Linked DNA regions of Mus musculus: region 2 is linked to region 1. Evidence: chromatin contacts called from public Hi-C data. All regions are on one chromosome and are shown on one strand. Each heading gives the region's core, a stretch centred on a gene start, on an enhancer-like site or on the middle of the called end of the contact. The rest is flanking DNA. Distances are from core to core; before and after follow the strand shown. Region 1 overlaps Sptb (spectrin beta, erythrocytic). Region 2 holds the start of Gpx2 (glutathione peroxidase 2).

Region 1 (6,729 bases), core at 1,160-3,659:
GAATAACTGGCTTTCTGTCTATAACTTTTCAATCTGTGTCATACCCTGACCTTGGAGTTATTTTTAAAAATAGGAGTCTGACCAAGTTATTTAACTGTCAAAGTTCTTAGGTTCTCAGGAGAGGCAGTGGTGGCGCACGCCTTTAATCCCAGCACCCGGGAGGCAGAGGCAGGCGGATTTCTGAGTTTGAGGCCAGCCTGGTCTACAGTGTGAGTTCCAGGACAGCCAGGGATATACAGAGAAACCCTGTCTCGAAAAACCAAAACCAACCAAACAAACAAAAAAACCATTAGGTTCTCTGTTGCCCCCAAATACAATTTAAAGAGGAAAGGTTATGGATACAGCTCACTGATAGAGACTTACCTAGCATGCGTCTCTGAGTTCAACTCCCAGTGAAGAAATATAAAGTTAAGTGGACCGACAGGGACCTTTCCAGTCTGTGGCTGCCTCTCTTGGCTTCATCCCCTCTCCCTTTACCCACCCTGGGTGCCTATGATTTGCTCAACTGGAGATACATTCCCATGCCTGTGTTTCTGCTGCTGTCTAGTCCTGAAGTGTGTCTTTTGTCTGCCATGTACTCGGTGTTGTGTATGTTCTGACGCTGCTTGGTCCTGTGAAGGATTCTGCTAGGTTATGAGTCCCTTGAAGAACTGACATTGTCTTGTTCCCATGGAGACTCTGGTGCCCGACCGACTCACTCCCTGGCTCACGGGTGATAGTCTAGAAATGCTGCCCGAATTGGGTAATTTCTGGAATATTCAGCACTGTGCTAAAACAAAGTAGACGCCTACGGAAGGGCTGGTGGAATTACTAGCTGTTCATGAGTGACGCTAAGAGGCGAGGACTGCTTCGTGGTGAGTGGTGGGGGCTCTTCCCACCTCAACCTCCTCCAGTGCTTTCCACCTATCAGGAGGAAAGGTAACAGCTGGTTTTAACAGGCCCCATCAGAACTCATCTGTTTATTCATCCGGCATACAGTCCCTCCCACCTCATTTTTCAGTGGCTGTTTGATGTTGACCCTCAGAATGCAGTGATGAAAGAGACTCTTTGATGGCCGCCCCAGATGCATCTATGTAAGATTTGTTTTATAAGGGGGAGGGGTTAAGGAACACATTTCAGGAAGAAAAAAAACCCCTCCCACATTCCTGTAGAGAAGTTTTGATTTCCTGGGTACATTGCTCGTCTGTAGACGAACGAAGCGGAAGCCATATTGTATAAAGCTGTAATGCTTAATTCTGCTTTCTTTTCTGCCTTACCCCAACACAAAGTGAGTTTCACCAATGGCTGGACTCACTAGCATTCTGCTTGCTCAGGCCTTTGGGTGTGTTTTTGTTTCCTTCAACAAAACTTTCTGTCATAGGCACACTCCCACTGCTGCCCCATTCTGTGCCTAGGGATTGGTAGGAGCTGCTGTTTGGCTGCCAAAGTCACTGAGTGGGGTGAGGCGGCCTCTATAAATATGTGTGTAGGGTCTGAGATGAGCCGATAAACAGAGGGCCTGTGTGATGGTGTCTTGAGGGCAGGAGGGAACTCGGCCAGGGTAGTCAGCTGGGATCTCAGTGTGTTCTGTCTGGGGGGCATAATAGAGAGGCTGGCAAGAAGCAGATATAGTGGTCAAAGAAGCAGATATAGTAGTGGTCAACACATTTAACCGTGTGAGAGTCGACTAAATGCATAGGAGCTTCTAGAAGGTCTAGGAAGCCATGAAAACCAGTAATCATCCTGCTGCAAGATGCTAGGTGCCACAGCAGAGGTCACCGGTCACAGTTCAGTGGCCAGTGGCTCGGCTGGGTATGGCTTTGAGGGACCGATCCTCTTCATGTTGGGAGATGGTTTCCTTTGTAGGCTGCTCTCTGGTCTCGATTCCCATTTAATCTGTAGGGTCCTACATATAAACTGAGTAGATCAAATCCTGTATGTGCCGACTGAAAACTGCGGGGATAGAAGAGGGTGCCTTTATTGTGTGGAGTTCTGAGAAGAATGGAGGTGTTTACAGGTGCAAGGACTGAGGCGTCAAGCCAAGAACTCTGGGAGAGGAAGTGAGTATCCTCCTCCAAGACAGAAACCCACACCTAGGAGGACAAACCAGGTCATTTGCATTGCAAAACTGGGTGAAGTCACTTTGCCCAGAGACTGGAAAAGTACTCAGCTGCCGTAGTCCAGCTGGGCTCCTCTCACCCAGGCTGCCTGAGCGCAGGGGGTGAGCATAGTAGAGACGTTAACACGGCTCTGCACTCTCAGTGTAGCAATTCGCTGGCAGCCTGGGCACGGCTGCTCTCACTGCTTCTGACCCAGAAAACACTCAGAAAATGACTGCAGTGAATCGCTCATCTTCAAGGTGAAGCTCTCAGGTTGGGGAGAGACGCAGACTGGTTCCCGAGGGTTAGATACTTCCTGCCTCTGCTGGGAGCCAGCTTTGTTTATACTGTGGCCCCGGAGGAAGTCGTTCTACATTTCACCCGGGCTCCACCAGCAAAGAGAGCCTTCTGCTTGTTTTGCATATGCCTAGCGCCTCCTCTGCAGGAGGGACAGAATGAATAGGGAGCTAAAAACTTCTGGCAGTCATAAGTCTTTGCAAACAGCGAAGTCTAGTGAGCAGCGCATTCAGCGTGTTTGGTTGGCAAGTGATCATTTCAGACTACATTTGCTTTCTCTGTCTATAAAACAGCAGGGATGCTTTCTTGTTGAATTGAGAAGAGGATGGAGATGAAGTTGCAGCTACGTTTTCTTTCTCAAAACCTGATACTTGAGACATCAGAACTCAAAGAAAGATGGGTCTATACATAAAATGTCCTCGCAAAGCACCTTGCATACTTAGCAGTACCCTTAAAACCATTCCTGAAAAACATCTGATTCCATTGTTGTTTGTTCCTTTTCTTTTCTTTTCTTTTCTTTTCTTTTCTTTTCTTTTCTTTTCTTTTCTTTTCTTTTCTTTTCTTTTCTTTTCTTTCTTTTTTTCCAAGACAGGGTTTCTCTGTATAGCCCTGGCTGTCCTGGAACTCACTCTGTAGACCAGGCTGGCCTTGAATTTAGAAATCCGCCTGCCTCTGCCTCCCAAGTGCTGGGATTAAAGGCATACTCCACCACTGCCAGACTGTTTGTTTCTTTTTAAATTTCTTCTTTTCTGAGCAGGGTGTGGTGGCGGCCTTTAATCCCAGCACTTGGGAGGCAGAGGCAGGCAGATTTCTGAGTTCAAGGCCAGCCTGGTCTACAGAGTGAGTTCCAGGACAGCCAGGGCTACACAGAGAAACCCTGTCTCGGGAAAAAAAAAAGTTTCTTCTTTCCTCCCCGCCCCTTTATTTTTAATTTTATGAGTGTGGGTGTCTTGCCTACATGCATGTCTATGCACCACATGTATGCTTGGTGCCTACGGAGCCCAGAAGAGAGCATCAGCTTTGCTGGACCTGGAGTGACAGATGATTTTTAGCTGTAGAACTCTGTACATGAGGCCCAGGTCCCGGCCTGCTCACCTGCTCACCTGGCCTCTTCTGTCTTTGTCTTTACAGTTTCTAACATTTGTGTGTGTGTGTGTGTGTGTGTGTGTGTTTGTGTGCTGGGGGTGGCATGTGCTACTGTGCTCATGTGGAGATCAGAGGACAACCTTGGGAGTCACTTCTCGCTTTCTGTCATGTAGCTATAGGAATGGCTAGTCTGGGTAAGCACCTTTACCTGACGATCATCTCTCGGACCCTGCCTCTACAATTATTTTTTAAATTTTTATTTATTTATTTTAGAAATTATAACATGAACAGATACCCATGATAAAAAGAAGCCAAGCGTGCAGAGTAGTACAGATGTTTTATTTGATATGACCACTACTGGCAATGTCTTGTATTTCCATGCTAGACATATGCACATAGCTACCAATTTGTGAATATTTGTGTAGGTGAATATCTGTGTGCATGTACATGTGTTTGTTCTTTTTCTTTTGATTTGTTGTTGTTGTTGTTTTTTATTTATTTATTTATTTATTTTTCCTTATTCTTTTGTTGAATCTCACTATGTAGTCCTGACCGGTTAGAACTCCCTCTGTAGACCAAGCTGGCCTTGAATTTATAGAGATCTGCCTCCTGGGAACTGGGATTAAAGGCGAGTGGCACCTTGGCCCGACATACTCATTCCTAACAGGTAGAGAGCACCTTTACATGATAGTCTTAGAAGAGAAGGCGGGACTATAGAATCTGAGTTCTAGATTCATGCTGTTAAAGTAAGAATCCCTACTTTTAGAAGTATCCAAGAAGGATATGGCTGACAAGGTCACATGACCCACACACTTGGAGAGCTCTGAGGCTCTGCCTTTATTTGTTTTTATCACTCACTCCTAACCCATGTGCCTGGCCTGCTACGAGCTTCAAGTTCCTTGACTCCTTTATTTGGCAAGACAAAGGATGAGATATCACCATTCCCATTTTACTGATGGGGAAGCTGAGGCTAGTCAGACTAGGTTTACTTGAGGTCATACAGTTGAATGCTAGGCTCCTGGAAATGTAAAAAAAAAAAAAAAAAAAACAAAGCATTTCAAATCTAGTTCCTTAGCACCGGCTGTTTTAAACATAGTAACTCACCATGAACACAGTAATGACACGGAGAGCTAAGTTGTGATGGGGCCAGGACAGATGTGGTGCCGGGAGGTGAGAGACAGTGGCCAGCTGCTCTCTGAGTGTGTTATCCTCCGGTATGTGCTAGGCTGTATGGGAAGGACAGAGGCGACTGATGTACATTCCCTGCTCTTGAGAGGCTTGTGGTGTGACATAAAGCAGAGCCGTGTCTTTTCCTGAGCTACAGCAAGCTCTAGGGGTTCAGGAAGCAAAACTGGTTTGGGCTAGGAACACAGAGAAGGCAGCCTTTGCCAAAGAGCATGAGGAACAAGTGGGAGAGCCGGCGTTTAACGGGCCAAATGGAATGCGTAGGTAAAGGATGAGTGAGGGGCCGGGCGTGGTGGCGCACGCCTTTAATCCCAGCACTTGGGAGGCAGAGGCAGGCGGATTTCTGAGTTGGAGGCCAGCCTGGTCTACAGAGTGAGTTCCAAGACAGCCAGGGCTATATAGAGAAACCCTGTCTCAAAAAAACAAAACAAAACAAAACAAAAGGATGAGTGAGAAGATGTCATGATGGAAGAATCCAAAGGTATGCTGAGGCCAGACCATAATAGTCCTTGACCTTGAGATTGACCAATGTCATGATGAAGGAATCCTAAACTGTGCTGAGGCTAGACCGTTAGAGTCTTTGACATAGAGACTGACCATGAATGACTTATAGATCCTTATGGTAGCACCAGAAGTTTTGAGAGACTGTTTTGAAGCTTTTAGCAGAGGATCATGGCTACTCATAGATCTTGAGCAAAGAGTGAACCTACTTTATCAGGGAGGTCATCTAATTCTGGACCAGGGAGGGAGGGAAGGAGGGAAAAGACACCTGTTTAGCCAGCCAGAGCAATGGATCAACCCTGATGATCAATGGGGTGACAGACGTTACAGTCAGATCACCTTCAATCCATGCAGTTGTGAACAGGGGATTGGTGTTTATTAGGATGTCATGGAGAAATGTACTGAGGGCCTAAGTGACTTAAGCTGGGACAGTAGGGATGGCACAGAAGAGGTGACACAGGAGCTTCGGAGGTGCCAGGACTTCCTGTGGGGGCTAGTGAGGTCCCTGTGTCCATCTTTATAGGTGCCATTGCATAAAGAACCAAAGGTCTTACAAGCAGAAACCTCTTCAGTTAAATATGTTTTGCCATCCAGAAATATTCGAAAGAATCTGGCATAGCAGGACACACTTGTAATCCCAGCAGGAGGGAAAGAGAAACAAAAGGATCAGGAGTTCAAGGCCAGCTGATCTTTAAAAACCCAAACCAAATAAAACAACAAAGAAAGTGGGGTTTCCTTTGTTTGTTTGTTTTTTGTTTTTGGGAAATGTCTTAGGGTTTCTATTTCTGCAGTGAAACACCATGATCAAAAAGCAAGTTGGAGAGAAAAGAACCCTTTGGCTTATGGTACCAGGTCATAGTTTATCATTGGTGGAAGACAGGACAGGAACTCAAGCAGGGCTGGAACCCAGAGGCAGGAGTTGAGGCAGAGGCCATGAAGGGACGCTGTTTACTGGCTTGCTTCCCATGGCCTGCTCAGCTTGCTTTCCTATAGAACTCAGGACCATCAGCCCAGGGATGGTACCACCCTCAATGGGCTGGACCCTCCCTCATTGATCACTAGTTGAGAAAATGCCTTTGGGCTGTGGCTGTAGCCCAAGGACTCATTTCCTCAAAGGATGACTCTAGCTTGTGCCAAATTGACATCTAAAACCAGCCAGGACAGAAAAGATTTTCAAATTTTTCTTAACTTTGTTTTAAAAAAATTCATTTTGTACTGACAAGAGAGTTGTTGATCGCTCCATGGACAATCCAGGAGATTCTCCTCAATCCCAGACATTAAAAGCAGTTTAGCAAGTATAGGATCACCTCAGGAGGGGATCAGAGGAGTCCTGAAAGAGGTCACAGTGCCAGTGGTGAACTGATAGCTGCTGAAATGGCCGTCCTTCTAGCTCTGGTATCTAAGAGGTTGACATTGATAATTTCTGAAGATTTCAGCCTAAAGAAGACGCAGTAACTTTGGGCCCGGGGAGGAGGTTGAAAGCCAGAATTCAGTGTTTAGATGTTGGGAGGGAAGTCTCAGCCCGAGTGCCTCGGGAGCTTCTCCAGGGAGTTTGAGTCAGGGAGGGGCTGGGAATGGGTGG
Region 2 (6,729 bases), core at 1,086-3,585, 100 kb before region 1:
AGTGAAACTGAGAGAAGAGGTCCTAGAATCCTAAAGCCCAGAATGACAAGGGACCTGGTGAGCTTTATCTGTCTTCCTTAGTGACATCTGCAGAAGAGCCCAAAGCAACCCACCCCCCACCCCCACTGCCCACCTGTGAGCTCACAGGAGCAAGGGGAGGACTAGGAGAAAGGTGGGCAACATGGGGATCTTTAAATCCAAGATGGTGGCTGGCCATGTGTTATAGCTAGATCAGAAAAGTCCTTCCTGGAGGCATTAGGAAGGATTGTTTCAGATTCACTGGAACAGAGCAAGCACGGGCGTTCTCTGTATTCCAGATAGCCCATCCCATGAGATAGCCCATGGGAGCCTAGGTTGGATTGGAACCTAGGAAGGTGAGGTGTTGGCAGTATGGAGATGCTGGAGACAGCCGAGGTGGGCAGGAGGATGAGGGAAGGAGTGAAACAGCAAGGAAGTGGCAGTCCTAAATCCGAGCACTTGCCTGATTCTGAACACTTGCTGTGCGGGAAGGAGTGGTTATCTTTATGAGTCCAACAGATAAGGAAGCAGATTCTCAGAGAGCTTTAAAGACTTCACCCAAGAGTTCCAAGGAAATAGCAGAGTTATAAATAAAAGTCAGTGCCCTGGACTTCCTAGAACCCAGAGTAGAGATAGTAAAGCTTTGGAATATCTATCTAGAAAGTTCTCTATAAGCAATTCTTTTACAGTCAGAACCGAGATCCGCCCACCTACTATGACTAAGGACAAGCACTCTGCTGCAGAAAGCCACAGGGAAAGCAAGCTTTGTTAGTGCGTACCCAAAGTCTTAAGCCTCTGGAAAGTGGAGGCAATGTGTACACCTGCAGACAGATATTTTAGGAATATCTTAATGGTTTTACTCAGCAGTAAGAAGTGAGCCTCCAGGAGACCCGTGAGGGCTCTAGGTCTTCTTGAAGAAGTATGAAGCCACTCCAGACTCAGGACTTGCCTGAAGAGGGCTTACAAAGAGGCAGCAAAGAAAAGCATCCTTCTCTCTGGAAGCCCCGGGTGCTGGAGGAAGCTCTAGAGGGCGGAGGAACCTGGCAGGTTACTATCAAGTTCTTATTTACACCATTGCCAAGTCCCTCTGACTCTGTAGCTTGGTAGCAATAGTCACTGGCTGTGCCTAGGGATTCTGTCATGCCCTCAGAAGAATTAAGTTCTTGCCACCATTTATGGCATCGAAAGACTCCATTCCCACTTGGATAATGGAAACTTGTTCTTAGGGAGCTGTCAGACAATGAGCTCCACACCCTTAAACAAGCTATGCAGCAGAAGTGAAGGCACTCCCGGGAAGTAGTTTCTTTGTCTCCCAACAAATCAGATCCGGAAGGCTGGGTGCCACTCTTGCTGACTCTCTTCTAGGAGACAGCTCTCACTGGATAGGAAAACATTTGCCTTATTAAAATAGCCAGGATAAACCCAATGGTTAGTTTTACTGATGGGGGAAATCAAGGGTTTCTGAAAAGTTCCTGATTCAGTTAGCTCATGCTTGGACCGTGGAGTGGCATTATGGTCTTTTCAGCTGCTGAGCTCCCAAGAGTGGGCTCCGATGACAGCCCTCAGCAGGCCAGAGATCGCCCATCATACATGGCTGGCTTTGAGGATGTCTTAGTGGCCTACCTGGAACCGCAGCTGCTTTGCCTTCCTGCATGTCACCTCCTGTGAGGAGAGGGTCACACATTCACACAAGCCTCCTCCAAAAAGTCTCAGAGACTGAACCTGTCTGAGAGGGAGATAGGTACAGTTGTCTACCCAGAATTTTACCATCCATTCTGAGGGTCCTGATCACTAAGTCAGCAAGGACTCCATCCTCATGACTGGCTTGGGAATGGAGAGCGGAGGTGGATGTCCTAATGTAGGACATGCTACAGTACAGGGACAAAGACCCCAGTGTTCTCCAGGACAAGGAACATCATTCACTAAAAGGCTTCCTAAGACAAACACATCTTCGTCCCTCTGCCTGGTGCAAACTGAGGCACTGGAAAACAACACACTCTCCTCCCAAGGGTCCCTTTGATTCCACTTGAGAATTCAGACCCAAGCATATCTTGTCTCCCACAACTCAGAGACTGATGCTCTAATAAATGTGTTGAGACAGATGTCTGTGCCAGGCAAAATCAACTTGCTGGGGCAAGCAGAAGTCAATCTTGCATCCTCCCTCCCTTCTTTCCTCCCCACTTGACCTTTATGGCTCTGGTTTCCAGCAAGGAGTGAATTATTCACATCTGCTCACAGATATCAAATTGGCCCTTTCCAGGTTGCCAGTGGGGTGGGGCAGAAGGTGGCTTTGTTCAGTGGCAGTAAGTGGGAGGAGCTACAGCCTTGTTCAAACAGTTCACAGGTGGGTACCTGTTTTTTGCTAAGTCATCCCGGGAATGCTCAAAGGCCCTTTGTGAAGTCCTTTCGGTCTTCTCCGGCTCCTCCTTTCTTCCCACCGGTCTAAAGGACTTAAGGAGGCTCACAGAGCAGGGCAGGGCTCACTGCTCTTCAGCATGGCTTACATTGCCAAGTCGTTCTACGATCTCAGTGCCGTTGGCCTGGATGGGGAGAAGATAGACTTCAATACGTTCAGAGGCAGGGCTGTGCTGATTGAGAATGTGGCGTCACTCTGAGGAACAACTACCCGGGACTACAACCAGCTCAATGAGCTGCAATGTCGCTTTCCCAGGCGCCTGGTAGTTCTCGGCTTCCCTTGCAACCAGTTCGGACATCAGGTGAGGAGTTCCTTGGGTTCTATCCAAGGAGTTGATGGACAGAGCTTGAGTGGAAGAAAGGGTTGAGTGTGTCTTGGGATATCTGGACTTGAAGGGCATGCTGCATCAATTGAGGTCTAGGTGAATGTAAAACATCACAGGGAAGAAGTAGATATGGTCTAAGAGTAAGCATTGAGGGTGTGCCTTTTAGTACTGTCTTTCCAAAATGAGGGTTGCTTCCAGGTCTCTCCACTGTGTCTTTGAGTACTTCATTAGTTACTTGTTGAACAAATGAGTGGAGAAAATAGGTTAAGAATCACTACGTTGGCATGGAGGGACATTCCTGTACTCCTAGGATTGATGTGAGTTTGGCACTAACCTGGGCTTACCAGCAAGGTCTCAAAAAAATCACTGTGCATACAGCTCAGTGGGTAGATTACTTGCCCAGCCTATGTGAAACCATGGGTTTGATCCTAAGTGTTGCATAAGCCAGCTGTGATAGCTTACCTCTAATCCCAGCACTTGGAAGATGGAGACAGGAAGGTCAGAAATTCAAGGTGATCCCCTGACTATAGCAAATATGAACCTGAAGAACTCGTCTTAGACAAACAATTGGGATTGAGATGTCGGTGACTTGGGAGTCCTTACTTAGTTCCGGTTGCCTTGGTTCAATGCTTTAATGGCTCTGAGACCATTGAGAGAGGTGGCTTAGTTTTCTGTTTGAGTTTCCACATGTGTTGGTTTAATAGAAGTTGACTTAGCTCATAAGTTTACTGTGAGGCTCATGGCATAAGACACATGAAAAGTAAGGAGAGAGATGTGGAAATAGTGTGCGAGTATTATTTAAAGGCTTGTTTCTAATCAGCAAGCTGGAAAAGGAATATGGGAGAAGGGAAAGGTCCGAAGCGTGCACTCACCTCCTCTGGACATCACGTGCGCCTTCTGTCTCTGAATAACAGGTCAGATTCTTACAGAGCTTCAGCATGCACGCCTCAAGCTATCTTTTAGGGATTCTGTTTCTCTTTATGATTTAACTGTACTAGCAAGCCAGGTGTCCCTAAGTGGACTCTCTAATTAGAGTCGTCATAGTTCAAATTGCAGTGGCAGGAAGGTACACAGGAAGGATGTCTGGGACATACACAGGAAGGATGGCTGAGATAAACCAGAGACCCAGCCATCACTATGCTCACAGGTCCTTCCCCCTGAAGCCTCTGTTCAGACTTTGCCGGGGAGAGACAGGAAGGGCTAAACCCCATTGGAGGTGTTTCTCAACCCAGGAGATGCCTCTGGCCTTACACCTCACTTGTGGCTGGCTGGCTGGCTGGCTGGCTGCTGAAAGGAGTCATAACTCAATATCTACAGAGCCAGAGCACAATCAGGGCAGAGGAAAGGGAAAATGGTAGGTTGTGTGCAAGCATGCACATTTGTGGACATCACATCATTGTGGGTCCTGGACTAATTAAACCTTAACTGACAACTTTTACCAACAGCAGGTAGAAGTGCCTCCTTTCCTTCTCTTCCCTGATCTCAAGGTTCCTTAAAGCACCAAACACCATTATGTTAATTGCCCAGGGTAGATTAGGGCCTGAAGCAACTGTTAAAAAGTGCTGAATCTCTAACTACATTTGTTTGTTTGTTTGCTTGTTTATTGGAATGTGTGTGAGGGTGTGCACACACCACAGTGCATGGATAGAGGTTAGAGCACAATTTGTGAGAGTGGACTCTCCTTAAATCATGTGGTATTCCCTGGCCTCCAAAGTTTTGGGTGTAGCCTCCTTTCCACCAAGGCCATAACTGGTGAGATGGTTCAATGGGCAAAAGCACTTGCCGCAAACCTGATGACCTAAATTCAGTTCTCAGAACTCAGGTGGTAGAAGGAGAGAAGTCAATTTCATAGGTTGTTCTCTGACGTGCAAAGGTGGCACTCAGTATAAAATAAATGTAAAAAGTACAAAAACCCACAACACAATGGCAGAGAGAGAGAGAGAGAGAGAGAGAGAGAGAGAGAGAGAGAGAGAAAGGCAGAGCAAATGGAGAAGAAACACATATGTGCAACACACACATGCACACACAGGAAGGAGAGATCATGGAGGAGTGTTGGGGAAGAAAAGATTTGCACTGGTGCACCCTGGGTTTCTTCTCCCTTTCTTCATGCTCTTTGTCTTCTCATCCAGGAGAACTGTCAGAACGAGGAGATCCTGAACAGCCTCAAGTATGTCCGACCTGGGGGTGGGTACCAGCCCACCTTTAGTCTTACCCAAAAGTGTGACGTCAATGGGCAGAACGAGCATCCTGTCTTTGCCTACCTGAAAGACAAGCTGCCCTACCCTTATGATGACCCGTTCTCCCTCATGACCGATCCCAAGCTCATCATATGGAGTCCCGTGCGCCGCTCAGACGTGTCCTGGAACTTTGAGAAGTTCCTCATAGGGCCAGAAGGGGAGCCCTTCCGTCGCTACAGCCGCAGCTTCCAGACCATCAACATCGAGCCTGACATCAAACGGCTCCTCAAAGTTGCCATCTAGATGAGAGCTGCTCAGCCCAGGAATCTCCCACTGTTTCCCCTGAGCAGTCTTCCTCAGGGCTCAGTGTACCCTCGGGAGACCCTGGGAGACCAAGGCATTCCCTGAATATCGTCCCCTTGCCTTCCCTACCGGCCATTTCCTTTAGCTCCCTCAAGGCTCTTGGGGAGTTTGCTTGGGGCTCTAAGTCTGGGGTAGGTTCTGGGCCTTCACAGAATGATGGCATCTTCCTAAACCCTTCTGGGAGATGTCTGAGAAGTTGTGAAGGGTCCAGAGCCAGTCTGCTTTAGAGTCCAATAAAGTGTAGGTGTGGCAATGGCCTGGGTCTCTGTCTTCCTTTCTAAAATTTTCAAGTGTTTCATTCTGTGTATAAGTGTGCACATGGGTGGAGGTCAGAGGTCAACTTTGGGGAATTGCTTCCAGGGCTGGAACTCAGGTCACTGGGCTTGTCTCACTGAGCCATCCTGCTGGCCCCATGCCTCACTGAGCCATCCTGCTGAGCCCCATGCCTCATTGAGCCATCCTGTTGGCCCCATGTCTTCTTTCTGGACAGAGGTGGAGGGGTGGTCAGAACTGTGGTGGGATGGAGGGGCTGGAAACACACTGAAGTTTGGGAGGGTGTAGCTCTGGCCAAGGGGATACTCCAGTTACTATATGGATTAGGTTGTGGTCAAGGTCTGTAGTGACAGTTGGAGTTGTTGTAAATGTGAATTATTTCATGGCTCTTTTAGAATCAGCAAAAAGAGGTGGTGATAAAGTGAAATAAAGAGAAGGAAAAGACAGCAGGGCCCCTTTGGCTGAGTGTATTAGGAGGCTGTTAGACTACAGTCAGCAGTCAAGAAGACAGCTCATCATTGTGGGTCCTGGACTAATTAAACCTTAACTGACAACTTTTACCAACAGCAAGGGTGTAGAAATTGCAGTTACCAGGAACACAAAAGTACTTTATCCTTCTTTTGATTACTTAAAATTTAAATTTCTAAAATTATAGCGTGTACACGCACGTGCGTGTTCACATACACGTATGTATATGGGATGTGGCATGTGGAAGTCAGAGAACAACTCGCAAAGCCTCCCTCCGTCATGGGAATGCCAGAGATTGAAATCAGGTCATCAGGCTTATAATGGACACTCATGTTCTACCTGTGTTCTATTCAAGCTCACACACTCACAAAGCCAGGCACGAGGCAAATGGAGGCGTGAATGAATGACTGAGTTAATGTCTTCTGCGAAGGTAGGACAGAGGCATGACTGCATTTACTTCCTCTATGAGGGGACAGAATGACCCTTTAGAGAATGAGTTTATGATGTTCCCATGATTGGTACTCACTATAAGAACAGGTCGCCCCAGACTCCTCATCCATCGAAAGCACACTGTAAAAGTACCAGTACCACCAAAGCCGGGGTCTGTCATGCTCGGTGGGATTCCTTTCTGTTAACATTTTCCCCTCTGTCTTAAAGCCTTCAAGGGATGGGTCTCCAAACCAGAGACC

What was found. A called contact is a pair of places that touch in the nucleus more often than the background predicts.
Region 2: a Hi-C map of embryonic stem cells shows a contact between it and region 1, with 4 times the contacts expected there. The contact joins the promoter of Gpx2 here to the enhancer-like site in region 1. A contact is called at or near these places in 1 of 39 promoter capture datasets (maxillary cranial neural crest), 6 of 484 Hi-C or Micro-C datasets (CD4 T cells, embryonic stem cells and nephron progenitors) and 3 of 9 other capture datasets (adipose tissue, liver and pancreatic islet).

What each region holds. Positions count from the first base shown.
Region 1 is chr12:76,690,746-76,697,474 of GRCm38.p6, reverse strand. The region is part of intron 1 of Sptb (spectrin beta, erythrocytic); the gene reads left to right. Among named protein-coding and RNA genes, the nearest start is that of Sptb, 16 kb to the left of the region's middle. Within about 2 kb of position 2,409, at least 122 of the 459 cell types and tissues checked have an H3K27ac peak or open chromatin away from gene starts, as enhancers often do. A contact at or near this core is called in embryonic stem cells and pancreatic islet, where this site is marked.
Region 2 is chr12:76,791,160-76,797,888 of GRCm38.p6, reverse strand. It overlaps Gpx2 (glutathione peroxidase 2), which reads left to right and starts at 2,335. Exons shown (of 2, transcript NM_030677.2): 1 at 2,335-2,735; 2 at 4,889-5,554. The coding sequence starts at 2,514. The coding sequence ends at 5,239.